Regions from separate parts of the Cyprinus carpio genome. Here region 1 is linked to region 2. A link is a contact called in public Hi-C data. All regions are on one chromosome and are shown on one strand. Each heading gives the region's core, a stretch centred on a gene start, on an enhancer-like site or on the middle of the called end of the contact. The rest is flanking DNA. Distances are from core to core; before and after follow the strand shown. Region 1 holds the start of zbtb16a (zinc finger and BTB domain-containing protein 16-A). Region 2 overlaps zbtb16a (zinc finger and BTB domain-containing protein 16-A).

What was found. A called contact is a pair of places that touch in the nucleus more often than the background predicts.
Region 1: a Hi-C map of skeletal muscle shows a contact between it and region 2, with 5 times the contacts expected there. The contact joins the promoter of zbtb16a here to the enhancer-like site in region 2. A contact is called at or near these places in 7 of 8 Hi-C or Micro-C datasets (liver and skeletal muscle).

Annotation. Positions count from the first base shown.
Region 1 is chrA21:11,918,565-11,922,268 of ASM1834038v1, reverse strand. It overlaps zbtb16a (zinc finger and BTB domain-containing protein 16-A), which reads left to right and starts at 1,447. Exons shown (of 7, transcript XM_042710880.1): 1 at 1,447-1,597.
Region 2 is chrA21:11,833,681-11,837,029 of ASM1834038v1, reverse strand. The region is part of intron 4 of zbtb16a (zinc finger and BTB domain-containing protein 16-A); the gene reads left to right. Among protein-coding and RNA genes, the nearest start is that of htr3a, 43 kb to the right of the region's middle. Within about 2 kb of position 1,354, at least 1 of the 8 cell types and tissues checked has an H3K27ac peak or open chromatin away from gene starts, as enhancers often do. A contact at or near this core is called in skeletal muscle, where this site is marked.

The DNA.
Region 1 (3,704 bases), core at 198-2,697, 85 kb before region 2:
AGCTGACAGCAACGGAATAGAATTTGTAGTATGACAATGTTCAGTTTGTCAAAACAATTTAATGAAATGTAGCCTGGATGATTTGTTTTACCTAATACTAATTAAGTATAATTCTAGTTAAATTAAGCATATATCATTATATTAGTAGCCTACTCAACTGTGCTATTTTAGGACACCATGAATATGAACTAAAATGCACTTTTTACATTCTATCTCTGTATTCAAAATATTTATTTAGTTACCACTTGTAGTAAACTTGAACCATCTTCCATACACTAAAACATTCAAGTACATACATTCATACATTTTATTTTAAATTCAAAGAGAGAACAGTATGTTAAAAGCGCATTTGTGACCCTGGACCACAAAAGCAGTCATACACAGCTATATTTGTAGCAATAGCCAACAATTGCATGGGTCAAAATGATCAATTATTCTTTTATGCCAAAAATCATTAGGATATTAAGTAAAGATCATGTTCCATGAAGATATTTTGTAAATTTCCTACGGTAAATATATCAAAACTTCATTTTTGATTAGTAATATGCTAAGAACTTCATTTGGACTATTTTAAAGGCGATTTGTTTTTTTTTGCTTTTTTATTTGCACCCTCAGATTTCAGATTTTGAAACAGTTGTATCTCTGCCAAATATTGTCCTTCTTGTACAAATATAATTTTCAAAAAAATTGACCCGGTTTTGTGGTCCAGGGTCACATTTTAGTTTGTATTCATGGTGTCCCAAAATAAATAGCACAGTTGAGTATACACTTAGATGACCTTAAGTTTATCTTAGAAGTACTAAATAATCATTTTTAGTATATTAAGCACAAAATTAGTGCGCGAAAATAGAGCACTTTAAGTATATTATGGAAGTGTACTTTTTTTTCATCTGGCTCTTGAAATCTTACGTGTCTGTCATTCAGTAACTAATTAGTGTGAATAAATTCTCTGATGATAAATAAAATTCTGAAAACGGATTAAAATAGCCTGCCTTTATGGAACATGACACTTAATATAATGAACTTGTGTTAGATCATGATCGTCATGCTTTGTTTGTCTGAATTAGTTTATTTGGGTCAAGCACACAAGGAATTTGGCATAGTAACAAAAGCTCCAGCTACTCACAACCAGACAAGAATTACAGAAAAATATCATATTTACGTTTACGAGCAAATAGGTTTCAAGAATGTGTAAAAATAGTGGATGTGGCACTCATGGGATCTAAATACGAATTTACGCATCGCGCTCGCTGCAGACCTCAGTGAGAAGTCACCTGGTTGTAGAAGTAGTAGCAAAGGTGATGGTGCTTGAAGGTTAATGATTAAAGTCCAAACGCTGTGATAGATAGTGTCCCAGACACGCTGGCCTATATTCGACAGCCCCCTAGGTGTCTCACTTTAGCAGTGTTTGTCAGGACTCCGGCGAGGATGTGTGCTGACGTCACCGCCGTGATGATTTGCTAAGCGGCGGGCGGAGAAGAGTTAGTGCGCGTGAAAGAGAGAGAGAGCGAGAGAGAGAGAGAGCGGGGACTGTGAACCGCGTTACTATGCCACAGTCCTAATAACCGCACGCTCGGAAGCCAAACGTGCAAGACAGGTGAGTACAGGCGCGCACCTTTAAAACACCCACGGCTCCTGACAGACCCATCTGTCTGCGTGTTTTCAGTTTGGGAAGTGTTCACATTAGGAGATGATCCGCCTTGTGTTGATCAGATGTGTTTGCGCTCAGCATCACGTCAAGTTACTGTGTTTCTACTGTTGCTTCAAGAGAAGGTGAATTGGGAGAATGCACCGAAAAAGTACAAGTGTGGCTGTCAGTGTGGCGCAGGCTCAGGGCACCTGATGGATATGGCTGTTAATGTTCATCTTTACACATGTGGAGATGTTATGTTGACGTAAGCGTGTGTTTTAGTATTCGGGGGACGTGAAGTCTGCTCGCGCACCAGACAGTGACGTGCTTCCATGTGCTTTATTCTCAGCTTGACTGCTTCAAAACCCCCGGAGAGTTTAAATATGTCCTAACTGAAAAAGTATGTCGTAGAAACAAACAAATGTCGGGGTTTTGATGATTATTATTTTGGTTGTCAGTAGGTCTGGTCATTTAATCAGGGCTACCGTGGAGGTACTGTCTTTCAAAATGAACCGAACTGTATTGGTTGTGTTTTTTTTAAAGTGAAATAACCTTTGGTTTATTTTTATTTTTTTGTTTATTTTATAAAAATACTGAAATAGATTAATTTAACATGAACGCTATTTTGCTTTTTCGCCCGATGTGTTTGTGCATGTAATAAAATAACAATCGGGTTCTTTAAATTCAATTGATTCACGTGTGAACAGTAGAATAATCATGTATTGATCAGTCAAATGAGCTCTGACTGGACTTTTCATCGGTCTTTTTTATCATATATGAGGTAGATAACGCTCATCACAGCAGTAGTTGGCTAATACGAATGTACTGATATTTTCTTGACTTTTGTTTGAGTTGTACAGTTCGCGTGCGTGAACTGGCGTCGTTATTGCAAACGTCTCATCAGTTAACTGCACTTCAAAGACAACGTATTCATTTCTCACTTATTACTCGCCTTCCGGTACTTTGTAGAATTTAAACAGCGTGAAATCCCTCGAATATATTTATCTTCTGTCGTCCTTTAGCCTAACTTTCGCTTATTTGCTGTCTGAAACGGTATTCACAGTGAAAAAGCCCGTCATTCACCGCTGAGATCTTAGTGTTGTTTGATATAAAGACTATTTACTAGTCTGTACATGTACTATTTTTAATATATGTGATAATGTTATTAAAGGAAAGGCTGCCTCTCGCTGCTGTTACTAAATATTTGTGGTGGATCTTCTTCTGATTGTTCACTCAAAAGTGACTGTGATGTTTTTGTTGTAATATAGTGTTAGGGTCTTGTACAAAGCAGATTTTAAACGTTAAATTATAGCTAGAATGTATTTTATTAAGTAATTAAATTGATTATGAAGGTATATATTTCGCATATAATGAAAAAACCCAGCCCTTTAACATTTTTGTCCATTTAAAAATTGCACGTTTTTTTTTTTTTAAGATTACATTGTAAGTGCATTGATGCTTTATTTTTGTAGTATATATCTGATATAGCAGGAAAAAAATGACATCATATAATTTACATATGATATATGGAAGTGTATTTAAAAGTAAAAATTGCATTTTGGTGTGTTTTAGGAGCTCTGTCATCTTCTGTTCCAACTATTCCTGGCAACAGCTTGCCTCACTCTCCATGCTCCGCTCAGTATCCCTGTCTGTGATGAGAATACTGAATAAGATGCCATTTCATTTCAGGAGGCTGTTGATGGGCTTTGTGAGGCGAGCTCGAACAGATAGAAACAAAGGCTTGATTACTGCCAGCCTTTACTAGCACTAAAGCCAAGTTTGCACATTTCTCATGTGGGCAACTCACCGTTTTGTGTTTTATTTTGTGCATTTTGATGGATTTTTTTGTTTGTTTTTTAGGGATCCTTTGCTAAAAATGTTTTTAGCTGTTAAATAATGATAGATTTGTGTTTAGTACAGTACAGGGTACATTTGAAATCTTATGTACTGATATTATTATAATTTTTTTAATGACATCTTTATTTTTCTTTATACTGAAATAATTAGAATGATGGCTGTTAATTTAAAGAACAAAGAAAATCAACAACCAAGGGGGGGGAAAAAACATTGCGAC
Region 2 (3,349 bases), core at 105-2,604:
ATGTTTTTCAGCGCTATTTGTTTTTGTGTATTTTTTATGTCTTTTTTCTTGTATTGTGGCAGTGTTTGTAGGTAAAGGCTGATGGGGTTGGATTGCTCTGAGACAGCATGGCATCAGAAATGGTGTCCATGTGCCGGTCAGCTGCAGCTGATTAAATGACTATTAGCTGTGCCAGACTCTATCCCCATATCTCATTCTACATCCATTACTGAGCAAGCTGTCCCACTCTCAAGCGGAGGACCCATCTGTCCGAGCCCCACTGACCGCCTGCACCCAGCTTGGTTACTGTAGGCCTTCATTATCCTCATTGCAGTTTGGCCGAACACTTGCTATTATTGCTGCATTTGAGACATGTCTGAATGATGTACAAACTAACTTGATTTCCTACTATTTTTAGTGACAGCATGAGAGTGGTAAGATACATAAAGCATATTTTTTATTCATATATATATATTTTTTTTTTTACATAAAATAAAAAAATGCACTAATTTGTAACTTAATTCACATCATAATTACAATTTCCTTGAGGAGCAGCTTCCCATGAGCATAAAGTGAAAAGTGACATGACATACAACCAAGTATGGTGACCCATACTCAGAATTTGTGCTCTGCATGTAACCCATCCAAAGTGCACACACACAGCAGTGAACACACACACACTGTGAACGGCACCCGGGGAGCAGTTGGGGGTTCGGGTCCTCGTTATTCGGGCACATTTCCGTTCCTAGTCGTGCGGCCCGAGACTCGAAGCCACAACCTTAGGGTTAGGAGTCAAACTCTCTAACCATTAGGCCCCGACTTCCCCTAGGACTTATTATTTACTATTTAATTGTTTTGTATTTTGTGCTTTATGATATCCTCTTTTGTTTTTTATGTTTCTCTGTGTGTTATGGTTTGTGTTTTTAGGGTTACAGCTCTGTGAATTGTGGCAGACTTTAAACCCAAAATCATTTGACCCACATGTCAATTTAGCTTTTCAAGCTCTATTCAGAGGGCTGTAAGATTTAAACGAAAAGACTGAAAATGATTATCTGAATGTGTTTTGTGGGATTTTGCCGGTCCAGCAGAGGCAGCAGCTTAGACCCTGTTTGACTCTTAAATCCTTTGAAGTGGTGCGTGTGTGTGTGTGTGTGTGTGTGTCCTTACGCCAGGTCTATTGAACACAAGCTTTTTATTTTGATTTTTTTTTCCCTCTCCTTTCCCCAAATACAGAGGGCACAAGTGCTTGTACTCTGTATCAGTGACCAAATTAAATCAAGCGCAGAACGGCCTGGCCTCTCTCTTCTAATTTTGTCCCTAGATAGGATCTAAATGAGTTTTCCAGTGGGTGAGATGCTCAGTTGGCTGATAGATACCATGTGAAGACGTGCGGCCAACACCCAAAAAGTAATCATCTGTTGGCAAGAATGTTTAGCCATTAGGCGAAGTATAAATTCCCACAATGAGCTCCACTTTTATCAACTGACTCGGTGCGGAGTCAATGTAAGCAGTCCGCTTGGAAACTTTGACGAAGACCCACCGCAGTCAACGGGCTGCACTGAGGGTCACCGTCCCAGCTTAGTAGGTACAGTGGGGGGAACAGGGTTTTGTGTCATCTCTGCGTGATGACCGCAGCGTGCATTGTTTCTCAGCGGAGATTTGACATCAAATAGTAATGTCTAAATCCGCCTGGCACAGCGTTAGGGAAGAATCTTGACGAGAGAGAGCCTTTGTGAGGAGAGACAGCAGCACATGTCCAAAAGAAAATAAAAGTTTTGTGGGGAGATTACAGACTCCTGTAGGCCCGGCGATTCACATGCTGTAAAGAAGCCAGCAGGAATCTCCCGATCTTGTTCGCCAAACTCGCCCGAGATGGGACGCCCCTGCCCGCTACAATAAGACTCATCCTGTGTTGAACAAGCATTATCCGCTTCGGTTCTGATTGTGTTGTATCTCAGGTGCTAATAACCATAGGTAATTAAATGCTGAGGGGGAGGTAAGATATGAAAAGGAGGTGGAAAAAAACTGAAGTACAGAAAAAATCTGCTGCTATGATACAACTAAAAAAAAACGTGTGATAAAAGTCAGAAATGGTTGAGTTTAGAACCTTTGTGTTTGTGTTTAATGGATTGAAGTATTCCTGTGATTGGTTTGAATAGTCAAGGATTTGGTGTGGATGGAAAAGGGTTAATTGAAGATGGGACAGTTTTATTTTGTTCCTTCAGCTTTTCGAGTAAATCCAACCCCCCAAACCCTGTAATTAGATTTGAGCTGTTTGCAGACATCCCAAAAGTGATCTGTACAAAGCATTAAAAAAAGTGTACCCTTTAATTTACAGTGCAAATACTTTTCCATTAGCGATGGGGGATTTGGTGCTGTTTATTCCCCTGAAAGGAGAGGGGGAGTGAAGGGAGGTGGAAGACACTCTTCTGTTACTTAATTGTGAACTCTGAGATTAGTGTGAACACTTCCAACCTTTCACCCCAAACAAAGGAGCTATCAGGTCTTGTTGCCTAGTGACACGGTCTTCACACTGGCCAATTTAAACAGTGAGCTGGTTCTCACTACCTGTGCCTGTGCAATTGATGGAGCAGTGAGTGAATGATTCCATAACAGCTTTTGATCTTCATCTTCATTTCTGGGCCAGATATGAATGCGTCCATATTTGAATGCCTTCATATACCTGGCTAGAGTAAGGACCTTCATATCTGCAGTTATAGATATTTTTTTTGTTTTATGGTCCATTTATGTATGCCTTCATATACCTGGCTAGAGTAAAGACCTTCATATCTCTGCAGTTATAAAAGGTTCTTCCAGTAAGGCTGTTTCCTGGTATTTATGTTTTTATTACACTCCATAAAAATTTCATGGCTCCACCCCAATGCTCCACCCCAGTTTTTTATTTCTAGCAATATATTTTTGACGTATTTTATTTTATGTATTATACAATACTAAATATTTTTCATATTTTAAATTCATTAAAATATTTTCTTTGCATTTTTTCTTTACAATTTTCTTTTTGAAAAGACAAGCAGATTTATACATTTATAATGTAATTTACATCTATATTTAATCTATCACTCACTGTTTCCCTACAGTATATCTCTCATACATTTATAATGTAATTTACATCTATATTTAATCTATCACTCATTATCATCTCTATCACTCACTGTTTCCCTACAGTATATCTCTCATCTCTTTCAGCTATAATATAATTGATAAACTTTTGATTTATTAGGTAAAACTGTAATTTTTTTGACCCTGGAGTGAGATTTATACAGCGTCTTAGGTGTGATTTTTTAAGCATTCCATTGATGTATGGTTTGTTAGGATACAACAATATATGGCCGAGATACAACTGTTTAGC